Linked DNA regions of Gossypium arboreum: region 1 is linked to region 2. A link is a contact called in public Hi-C data. All regions are on one chromosome and are shown on one strand. Each heading gives the region's core, a stretch centred on a gene start, on an enhancer-like site or on the middle of the called end of the contact. The rest is flanking DNA. Distances are from core to core; before and after follow the strand shown. Region 1 holds the start of LOC108483666 (probable dolichyl pyrophosphate Glc1Man9GlcNAc2 alpha-1,3-glucosyltransferase). Region 2 holds the start of LOC108482249.

Region 1 (5,754 bases), core at 1,415-3,914, 330 kb after region 2:
GACGACAAGGAGTTATGTCACTCCCTTGCCCACATTCTAACTTCCCTTGGACAGAATCCTCATGATTCACGACACTTGGCTTCGCTTGGCCCAAAGTCTCTCGGCCTCCTTGCTCAAGAACTTCGAAAGGGCCCCTACGTTCTCGCCAAGTACACAAGTTAGAATGCAAAACACTATCAGAGTGTTTCGAATGTACCTTTGCATTTACTCGGGTCAACTGTCCCACATGCATCACTTCTTTTTCCTTGAAGTCCGATGCACCACCCACCTCTCCCATAGGTGGAAGCCTTGTCAATGACTCGGCCAACTCCGACGCTTCACTCGATACGAGCCTCTTTGGTCCAAGCTTCATTGTTTTCATCGCAACTTTTTCCTCTAAGTTCGATGACAAACTCACCTCTCCGTTGGGTGGAAGCCCCTCCGACGACTCTCTATGCTCGGACGTTGCCTTTCCTTTGACTACGGCTTGCTTTGGACAGTTCCGCAACTCATACGGACCACGGCACAAGAAGCACTTTACTCGCTTCTTTTTGCTCCTCTTAGCCCTCTTAGCTTCGGCTTTACCCTTGCTCGAACCAAGCTTCTTGGGCTCCTTGTCTGCTCCATCGTTCTCTTCGATGACAGACTTCCTCGGACACTTCCGCAACCTATGCGGACCATGACATAAGAAGCACTCGACTGGCTTCTTCTCGCTTTCGGCCTCCTTGGCTTCAACACCCCTTGCGCTCGAACCAAGTCCCAAGGCCTTACCCACCGGCTTCTTCCTAAGCGCGGATTTCATTGGACATTTCTTTAGTATGTGTGGACCGTCGCAGAGAAAGCATTTTAGCTTGTCCCTTCTCTTCTTGGGTTTTTTCTTCCCAACTCGTGGTTTCCCATTACCACAATTGTCACCGTTGCCATTGCCATACTCATCCGTATCTTCCTTGTGATTCTCTTCACATACGCCCCTTTCCTCGGACTTGGAAGATCCAAGCTTGTCTTTCTCTAGACCAAGCTTAACCACGGATACCACTACCTTCATGGCTTCCGGCGACTTTTGGACACCTCTTTGTTCCACCTCCCGTCGACCCACGGCTTCAATCCTCTTGAAAAGCAAGCATTGCTTCTCTCGGTCATATCCGAACTTTGGAGAATGAGTTCCTTGAACTCACAAACATACTCCCCACTGTGCCCGTTGCGTTATTCCTTGCAACTTTGCCCGAGCTTCTTCCTCGGCAAACTCTGGGTAAAACTGTCTCTTCAACTCGCATTGGAACTTCTCTCATGTTCCAATCTCACATTGCCTTTCATCTGTGATCTTACCTCGCCACCATAAAAGCGCAATATCAATAAGAAATAATGAAGCAGTTTGTACCTTATCCGCATCATCCACGATGCCTTTGGCACGGAAGTAGTTTTCCATCCTCCACAAGAAATTGTCCACATCACATGCAGACCTTGTCCCCGCAAACTCTTTCGGTTCCGGGACACACTCGCTACTGAGTGCTGCACTTGACACTCCTTCTTCCACCGCTGCTCGACACAAGGCCAGCTCTCCCTCGAGCTCCTCTATTCTTGTGCTTAAAGTCAGCGTCGTGGCCATTGTTTCCTCTTTCAAAGCCTTCACCATGGCTTCGAGAGCATTATTCCTCTCTGTCAGCTTCTTCCTTTGGGAATCTAGCAACTCTTGCACGTTATCCCTTTGGGAAGTTAGACACGTGGTCACAAAGCCTCTGAACTGATCCTTTATGTCTTCAATACTTTCCCCACGAGCATTGTCAGACTCTTTAACGGCTTCCATAGACTCCTCAAGTTTACCCACGCGTACCTCTATTGCCGACAGCATCTCCCTCAAAGACTTTCTCGCCCGTATTTGTTCGAACTCTTCTTTCGACATCCCAACAGTGCCTTCGAACCAACAGCTCGAATACTTCTTGGTTCGAACTCTAGCTCTGGTACCACTTGTCACGGGGCTAGACCTTTCGTCTCGCAATCCGTGCGGCCTTAGGCGATTCGCTCGTCCAAACTCGCCCAAGTCAGCCTTTACTCGAATGAGGATTCTTTAAGTACTCCTCCAAGGCACTAACTCGTACAGCGGAAGACTTACTTATGCCAAAAGAAGCTTATAAGAACAACAGAAAGGGACGCACACAAAGTGTTTGAGTAAATGCTCTCTATTCTCTTATTCACAAAGAATAATGAAACAATGAATGGAGTGAGTACAAATGAGGGGGAGGCTCTCTATTTATACTTGAGCTCCCCCAAAACCGACGGTCAAGATACAATTACATCGACGGACGAGATTAAAGGTTACCTACTACCAAATATAATATCATATCTTCTAAGATTACATATCTTAGATAAGATATGTAATCTTATAAAATAATATCTTATAAGATTCCATATCATATCTAAGATCTCTAAGATTATAATATCATATCATGTTTCCATATTTGTAGATGGACCTTCAATCTCTTCAAGCAACGGGCCATCCGTCGGGCCAACCAGACTTTGATCCGACAAGTTTCTCCAACAGTTCCTTGAATCGGGCCAGCTCACGTGGGCCAAATGATCCCCATCTAAGTAATAGACCTCCATCGGATGCATTTGGTTCGATGGTCACGGGCTTTGAACTCTGGCCCGTGACACTAGCACATAGTCTATAATACGGTCGTGTGAACTAACTCATTGAATCAGCGTTGAAGCGAAACCAAAGCTATTCTTTCTCTAATCTGAATCTCTTCAATCAGCAACTGAACAAGAAAACTTACAATTAACTAGTGCTGTCTACTGCTACTAGTCTACTACCTAGGTACTTAATTTGTTCGTTAATAATATGAATTAATCTATCAAACCCTAGAAATTCTAACTCCTCACCGTCTTTGTTAATCGTTTAGAACAGCATTATAGGCAGCTCATAGTCAGCCACGATGCCGTAGTGCTAGGAACTGCTCTCAACGAACGCATCCTCAGCTCTCTTCTTTCTGTTCATCGACTCAAGGTCTTCTTTTTTTCTTTTTCTTCCCATTTACCTGCTGCTATAATATATTTCCTATATTCTTTTCTTTGTTTTTCTTTTAAGTAATTGATTTCTGATCCTAGGTCTTGATGGGTACATCTTAGATTTGTGTACGGATCTGCTGGATATTGTTGCCATTGATTAAGGCAAACACCACGTCTATGCCTATCTTTCTTTTTCTCTGCGCCCCCCCCCCCCCCTTCTTCTGCACCATTCCTTATCGAGGTGCCTCTGATTAAGGCATGGATCTGTTACATTTTAACGAGGTTGCTGCAAATAGGATCTGTTTCCCCTAAAATTTTCAATCCTCCTGTAAACAGTAACTGCAACGATGCAATTATACTGAAATAAATCAGTTTAATCTAATCAAGGGATGCCAACTACTGACATCCACCTTTCAAATGTGAAAAATTCTCATGATCCTATTTGTATAGTTGATCATAGAAACTCGAATTTTGACTATTCTTTTTTTGAGTAAAATCTTTATCGTCTAACCATCCCCAATTGCTTGCACTATGTAACTCTTGAAAATGTTTGTGCTAAGGTAAAGTGAGTCTTCTAGATAAGCTTGGTTTTCCTAAATGCTTTACTTGAGAAAGGAAATGCAACTTGTTTATTCTATAACGTTGATTTCAAAGTAGAAAGTGTCTTTTGTTTCGCTCTTTTTGGAAAATTACAAAATGGTGCTAGATATTTATTATATTACTTTTGTTGTTTGTTCATTTCATTTGGTGTTGTTCATCATGCATTTAGTTTCTGCATATGGATAGGAACGAGTAATATGGAGGAGAGCCTACATCACTCAACCTGATTCAGGTTCCATTTTCTGCATGGTTCAAAGGCCCAGCTAATCTATTGATTTGTTTTCCTTTTTCTATTTATTGATTAATGCCTTTAAATTATTTGTTGGCAGCTCTGGAAGGCAAAGTTGGTGTAACATCTGAAGGTGAAACTGCCAGGTGTAAGAAAGTTGTTTGGGACCCTTCCCACTTGTGAAAGAAGGAATACTGTACTACTTTTTCTTTACCTTAGCATTTTCTCAATTGGAAGCAATATAACTCATGATCTTATGGAGTTTTTCTCCTTCTTTCATTTTAAAGAATGCTGAAGAAACAACTCTTTCTCAACAGGTTCACTTGCAGATTATCCTGCCACAAAAGCAGTTGGGTCATAAATCAGACATGTAAGTTCACTTTGGAATTTTTCTTAATAGGAAGCTTTATTGAAGTAAGATATAAGGGGCTCTCAATGATTACCATATATGAATTTTGCGATTTGATTAAATAGAAACTATATCTGGTACCTTTCTTGTTCCTGGTATCCTTTATTATGGGATAAAGTCCTTCCTACATATTCTTGGAACAGCTAAAGAGAACGTTTGATTCTATTCTTCATTGATTTCAGTTTATAGTTTATGTTACTGCAAGAGGCATGCATTTGGGTTTTTCAAGACATATTTTCTCTTCATTTTTTTCCTGGCCGTTTGGGGTGTATTTTGACCTAAATTTCTTTCCATGTCAAATTGACACTACTTGTCACTTAACAGTACTGCACTCAATTTGTGAAATTTTACTGTTCTTTTGACTTTACAGTGTAATTGTATGATGGAAATGCAAGAGAGTCCACGAACACCCGTAGTCATGGCGCAGCTTTCTTGGTTTTTTGGCATAGCCACGATCGTAAAGCTTCTACTAATCCCATCCTACCACAGCACGGACCTGGAAGTCCATCGCCACTGGCTGGCCATTACCCACTCTCTTCCTCTCAGCCAATGGTACACTGATGAGACGAGTGAGTGGACCCTTGATTACCCTCCCTTCTTTGCCTACTTGGAACGCTTTCTTTCCATGTTTGCCCATCTAATTGACCCACAGATTGTTCATCTCCATCATGGCCTCAATTACAAAGCCAATTCTGCCATCTATTTCCAGAGGATGTCAGTAATTGTCTCAGATTTGTTTCTCTTATATGGGGTTTACAGATCAACTCTAGCTCTGGCATCTCTGAAGCGGAATTTGATATGGTTATTGGTGATTTGGTCTCCTGGACTCCTTATTGTGGACCATTTGCATTTTCAGTACAATGGGTTTTTGTTTGGCTGGTTGTTGTTGTCGCTCTCATTTTTGGCACAAGGAAGAGATGTGATGGGTGGCTTTCTGTTTGCTGTGTTATTGTGTTTTAAGCATTTATTTGCGGTGGCGGCCCCTGTTTATTTTGTATACTTGCTAAGGCATTATTGTAGAGGTGGGCTGGTTCGGGGTTTTGCTCGGCTTTCAGTTATGGGGGCTATTGTTGTGGCAGTTTTTGCAGCAGCATATGGGCCATTTGTGTATCATGGACAGGTAGGTCATCCTTTTGGTTTACTTTTATGTGTTCTGGCTTATTCTGCAGCGAGTTTCTCTTTTAACCATATGATTTGCCCTTAGTTTTGGGTTTTTAACCACTGGCCCTCAATCTCTCCCTCTTGTCCTGGTTGCTGTTGTACCCTCTTCTCATTCATTTAGAAGTACATATTTTTATGCAAATTTTATGGTTTCACTTATTAGTCATGCTGAAATTGCGAATGTCTATAGCCATTAGTTTCCTTGACTATAATATATAGTGCTAAGTGTTCTCCAAATACCTTGCAGATACAACAAGTCATCCGCCGGATGTTTCCTTTTGGCAGGGGACTTTGCCATGCTTATTGGGCTCCAAACTTTTGGGTTTTTTATATAATGTTAGATAAAGGGATTGCTTTCTTGTTGAGGAAA
Region 2 (5,981 bases), core at 515-3,014:
ACTTATTTTATTTGAAGTTTGTAATCTTTTGAACTAAAATAGTTGAGTTATGATTTAAGTTGATTTAGTGAAAGCACAATAGTTCAATTATGAAGCCATTCTATAGGAGAAACAAAACATTGAAGATTGGGTCCATCCAAATCCCCTATTTCATTGAGATTGACACGACTGACATAAGAAAAATTTTGAAGATTTTTGAAGGAATAAATCCTAAAATTATATATGAACTATTGTTTAATGTGCAATTGTATACATAAACGTTGATTTTATGCAATTTTATAAATGAAATTTTAATTTGATGAAATTCTTGTGAATCATTAACACAATTATTGATATAATATCATTTTATGTTTATATATTGCATACATAAATAATTTTATTTATTCAAAATAAAAATAATTTGTTTTTTTATTTAAATGTGTATGATTAAATCACAATTAAAATTTCAAGTATACATTTCAATTACAATTAGAGTTTTATGTATACGATTGTACATTATACCAAAATTCATGTATAATTTTGAGATTTATCTCATTTCTGAATTATCCTAGAATTTATTAGGATATCAATACCTTGGTGGTAGATTAATATTGTAATTGATATGTATTTTAACAAGTCCAAAAATGCTTATATATTTGAGACTTGTATAGGTTAAAAGTACCAAGAGTTTTAGCACTTATTCTTTATTGGAACCTATTTTAGTAAATGTGTTTGCAAGTAAAACAAGTACAAATAAAGTTTTTCATAGAGAAATTTAACGGAAAATAATTTAAATGTATAATGTAAGTATGAAATTGCTACACTGATAAGTGTTAAAATTTAAATCATAGTTGGAAGATAGTAAATTTACTCTTTAAATAACATCTAATCAACGTAAGTGAACCAAATATTACTGTAATTCATATGTTATATGCTCAGTTAAGACAAATCAATTTTTTCTACACAAACATATAAATTTCGCTATTTAGCCTCCAAAACAGTGGTCTAAAGTTAGCTGTCACTTTCTTCATCCAAAGCTCTCATGGGCTTTAGCCAACCTAATCACCACCTACCAAAAATGATTGGAGCAAGCAACCGGTAGAGAAGAGGGATAATGGTTGGATTTTTCTTAATGTTTTTAAATATATATTACTAATATTATATAGTGTTTTAAATAAATCTGAATAAATATTGTTAATTATTATTTAAATTAAAATCAAATTAAATTGATTTTAAAACGAATTAAATTTAATTAAATGTTGGAAGGGATAATTACGAATCTCGAATATGAACTATGAAATGAAAATAAAGAATAAAAATAAAAAAATATAAGTTTAATTATTAATTTCTTTTCTTTACTTATAAATAATAGCAAGTTAAATTTTTATTTTAAACTTTTTAGGGGCGAAATTAAATTGTAATTTTATTATAGCAAAATATAATTTCACCAATTTAATAGTCTACATCTTTATAATTTTTAAATAATTAAATCAAATTATTATATTGTAGGAGAGCCTTTCTAATTTAAAATTTAAAATTTTTAAAAACTTAAATAAAAAATTTCATTTAAGGGCATGCTGAGTTTTGTTATTTGTTACATACAAATTGTTGAGCTATTAATTATATAGATGAACGATTTAACTGCAAAGTTTAATAATTTTATTGAAATGGACTAAGTTGAAAAGTTTGATAGATTAAAGTAGAAGAAAAAGATTTCAAAATTGATAAAGAAATAAAGAAATTCTAATATATAATTAATTTACTTGTTAAATTAAAAAACATTTGTGTTCTCCCCTTGCTATTCTTTCCCTTTATATAGAGCCCTCCCCTCCCCTCCTCTCCCTCAAACTCGAACAAATAATTGCTTCTCTCTCCCTCAAAAGTCAGCAATAAATCAAATCTAGTCAAAAGCAATGGAACAAAATCCACCAGTGATAGCCAAAAGAGTATGGAGCATAGTAAGAGCTGTTCTCTTCATGATGAAAAAGGGCATATTATCCAAAAGAAAGCTCATGGTTGATCTCAACATGTTGCTCAAACGCGGCAAAATAGCCAGCACCAAAGCCATTGCCAACCTCCCCATGTTCCACCGCCACCAGGTCTCTTCATCGGCGGCGGCGCCGGCCCAGGAGTACGAGTTCAGCTGCAGCAACACCCCTAACTACATCTTCCCTTTCAACATCCCCACCAAGAAGAAGAACAGCATTAACAACTACTACCACCACTTGTTCGCTTGTACCCACGCGCCTCCTACTCACGACGACGACACCGCCGCCATGAACGCCTTCAAGGTTGTCTTGGAGATGCTCAACAACAACATGGGAGTGGAAAGCGATGCTGCTGTTATTGCGGCTTCCCCTATGTTACCAGGGTTCGGACAAACTCCAGTGGTGAGACAACTTAGAATAACCGACTCTCCTTTCCCTTTAAGAGATGTTGATGAAGGTAATGGCAACGTAGATAAGGCTGCCGAGGACTTCATTAACAGGTTTTACAAGGATTTGAAGCTCCAAAATAACAACACTACTGCCTGAGTTATGACAGAACCATATCTTTGCCTCTGTTAATAATTTCCATGTTTGGAGGGAGTTGTTCATGCTTAATTTCTTTTTGGGGGGTTCTAATTTTGTTGTTGATAAAACAAATAAGAAAAGCCCTGGATTTTTCACTTATTCTTTCGTTATAAACTTTTCTATGTTAATCATGCGATCAAATATGGTTTTGGAGTTGAAAGCATTTAAGCAGCTCCTGATATCTTTAGTGGATTATTTTGGAGTATTGGAAATAATTCATGTATATTTGGTTTGTCGGTGGCAAATAAAAAGTTTTCCTTTTGCAATATATGAATATCAATATCAATCCTTAGGGTTTGAGGCAGATCTAAATTACAATGGCCGAATGGAAACCTTGATTCATCAATATGAAAAATAGCATAGCTTTTAAACCCTGAATCCCTCACTTCCAATGGAACTTCATTTTTATGTCTTTACAAATTGATACCATTCCACTAACTTAAAAGTGCACTTATATGGACCCTCTCCCTAAAAGACAAACAAAATAAAAACCCCTATTCCTATCCCTCTCCCTCTCACTTTTGCTTTTTCTTTTTCTTTCTTTTTTTTTTTTTTTGTTCCAAAGTTTAGCCAGAAAAAACAAACTATAATTGAGTTCTGCTCTTGTTTATTTTGAAATTTGGATTTATAGTAATATAGAAAAGTTAGAACAATAAATATGATTAGTGCAATTTAAATACAGGTCACATTTAAGACAGTAAATACTTTTAACAATCAAGCTATCATATGAGGTTTATATATTTATTTTAATTTAAAAGATTATATTTATATAAAATTTTATAATTCAGATTATATAAAATTTAAATAGTTAATATATATTCAAATTATTATGGAGAAATAATAATGAAAAGAATGTACAGAATCTCTTGCCTTAATAATAAATGTAGGTATAAAAATTTAAATTCTATCCCAGACAGTTGTATTTCCCCATCCAATTATATATATGGGATGAAAGTTGGAAAGATGTTGATTGAGGAAAGTAGAATCCAGCCAAGTGTGGTGCATCAGATCAGATTAATTTTGGTTACAGTTTATTGGATAAGGAGATGCGAAAATCACATATTCCTTAAATTAATTCAAAAGTAAAATATATGGAAGCTAGTAGTATACTAATTTTCATCAATTTAATAATAAATGTGAAGCATGCGTGCCATATCTACTCTATATATTATACATACTATAGTATATGTGTTTTATTATACATATCTATATTTTTTTTATAAGGATGATTTGAACACATTAATTTTAAAGAAGATGGACATTCCACCAATAGGCTAATATCAATGCATTAGAATTTATACATTTTTAAATTCTTTGTTTTTTTTTTAATATAATAATAAATTTTAATTTTAATATTTATCATTTTTATTACATTAATCCTGTAACACCCCATATCCGTATTCAATGTTGAAACAGGGTTTGAGGCATTACTGGACTTACCACACAAACAATCATACAATTCCGAGCCATAAATTTCCGTCCAAATTAAAACCATTTACAATTAATCATAAAGTCCGTAATACGAGCCTACGAGGCCCGAAATATGCTTTGGGAGTGGTCCGGGAATAAACCGAGAACTTTAGAAATTTTTACAAAACTTAGAAAATTTTTGCACTAAACAGGGTCACGTGCCCGTGTAGATATAGGACACGCCCGTGTGATTAGGCCGTATGGTCACACACGCTTGTATCCCGACCCCGTGTAACTCTTTGACTTGTAACTCATGAACAAATTGGGATCACACGTGTGTTAGACCGTGTAGAAAATTAATTTTCATAAAATAGGTGCAGACTTCACACGGCCAGGGCACACGCCTGTGTTCGAGGCCATGCCGTCCACACAGTTGAGGTACACGCACGTGTGCTCAATTCTGAGCATTCTGTTTCTCAAAATTAAGGTGCAGGGGACACACGGCCAAAACAGATGCCCATGGGATAGGCCATGTGTCACATACGGCCAGGACACACGCCCGTGTGTCTACCTGTGTGAACAAAATAAAGGCTATTTACCAAGCCATTTGCCACCCTTATTCATACATACACATACACCAATTCAATGACATAAAACATAATATACTTGGGCAACCAAAACACCCACAATTATAGCCAACACATGCCAATACAATAGCAACATCTATCATACTCACAACATTTATTATGCCCTAAATCAATCATGCAAATTTCACATTCATTAAGCCTTAATTTACTGCTTTCAAGACACCTAATTGTACACAAATTTATCATCTCCTCAATATATCACATTTCCAAACATTTCACATTCATGCTATGAATCACGTTCTATTATTCACCAAGCATACCATGACCATATCACCAAAGACATTGGCACATATATGAATATACTTAGGCTTACAACCACGTTAGCCAAAATAAGCTAATTTACACGACCAAATACCAAATCAAGCATTTGACTATTACAAGCCAATACATCGGCTAAAATCATAATGACACATATAACAAAATGATCAAGTCCCTACACATGCCATACTTTTAAAATACTAAGATCACCAATACCCCAAACTGAGAGTTTGATAGTATGATTCGAATCTCCGACAATCTCCGATCCGAGTTAGCTTGGCGACCCTATATAACATGGAAAAATAAACGGAGTAAGCTATATAGCTTAATAAGCTTGTATGCAAGAAATAAGCAACCTTACCATGCATATAACATTTAAATATTATAACATAATTAAATGTAAATTTACCATAGTCTTATGATCATAACTCATTCTACCACAAACTTACCTCATATTCACCGTTTCAAGCATTTAATAAACATGAGCTTTATGTACATACCTGAACCATCTTGAAATGAATTTACACATATTCTCATCTTTGACATACTCGTGAACCACTCGGAATAATAATTCGGATACTCGGGATTTTTGCACACTAAGTGCCACATACGCAGCCAATGCTACCTCAATATCATATCACATAATCACTCACTATCGAGCTATCGACGGGCTTGCTCACACAAGTTGTCAAGTATCCGCAGCATATGCCGGTATACTCAGCCACCGGTTGGACGTACAAGACCAGCACTCGGATCACATAATCACATAACACATAATGACCCTAGTGACATGTCACTTGTATCCTAATCTATTCCTAAGGTTCAACGAGACTTCTCACTTGCCGAATCATCGTCGAACTCGTTCGTAGAATTATACTCATTCACATAATCAAACATACAATTCATGCAATATTAAAGCATTTAAATACAATTATTCTAAAACTTATTTTTAACATACGAACTTACCTCGGTACAAAATGGCTAATAGTTTGATTTAGTTTACAACCTTGTTCTTTCCCCAGTCTAGGTCATAACCTCTTCTTTCTTGATCTATAATATCAAATTTAACTCATTCAATCATCACATTATTCAATTTAATCCCAAAAACACCTTA

The links. Hi-C and Micro-C count contacts between places; a contact is called where the count stands out from the background.
Region 1: a Hi-C map of leaf shows a contact between it and region 2, with 2.5 times the contacts expected there. The contact joins the promoter of LOC108483666 here to the promoter of LOC108482249 in region 2. A contact is called at or near these places in 2 of 5 Hi-C or Micro-C datasets (both in leaf).

What each region holds. Positions count from the first base shown.
Region 1 is chr2:27,633,813-27,639,566 of ASM2569848v2, forward strand. It overlaps LOC108483666 (probable dolichyl pyrophosphate Glc1Man9GlcNAc2 alpha-1,3-glucosyltransferase), which reads left to right and starts at 2,665. Exons shown (of 9, transcript XM_017787184.2): 1 at 2,665-2,794; 2 at 2,885-2,983; 3 at 3,755-3,817; 4 at 3,915-4,010; 5 at 4,132-4,184; 6 at 4,594-5,343; 7 at 5,632-5,754. The coding sequence starts at 4,603.
Region 2 is chr2:27,309,488-27,315,468 of ASM2569848v2, forward strand. It overlaps LOC108482249, which reads left to right and starts at 1,765. Exons shown (of 1, transcript XM_017785367.2): 1 at 1,765-2,818. The coding sequence starts at 1,893. The coding sequence ends at 2,513.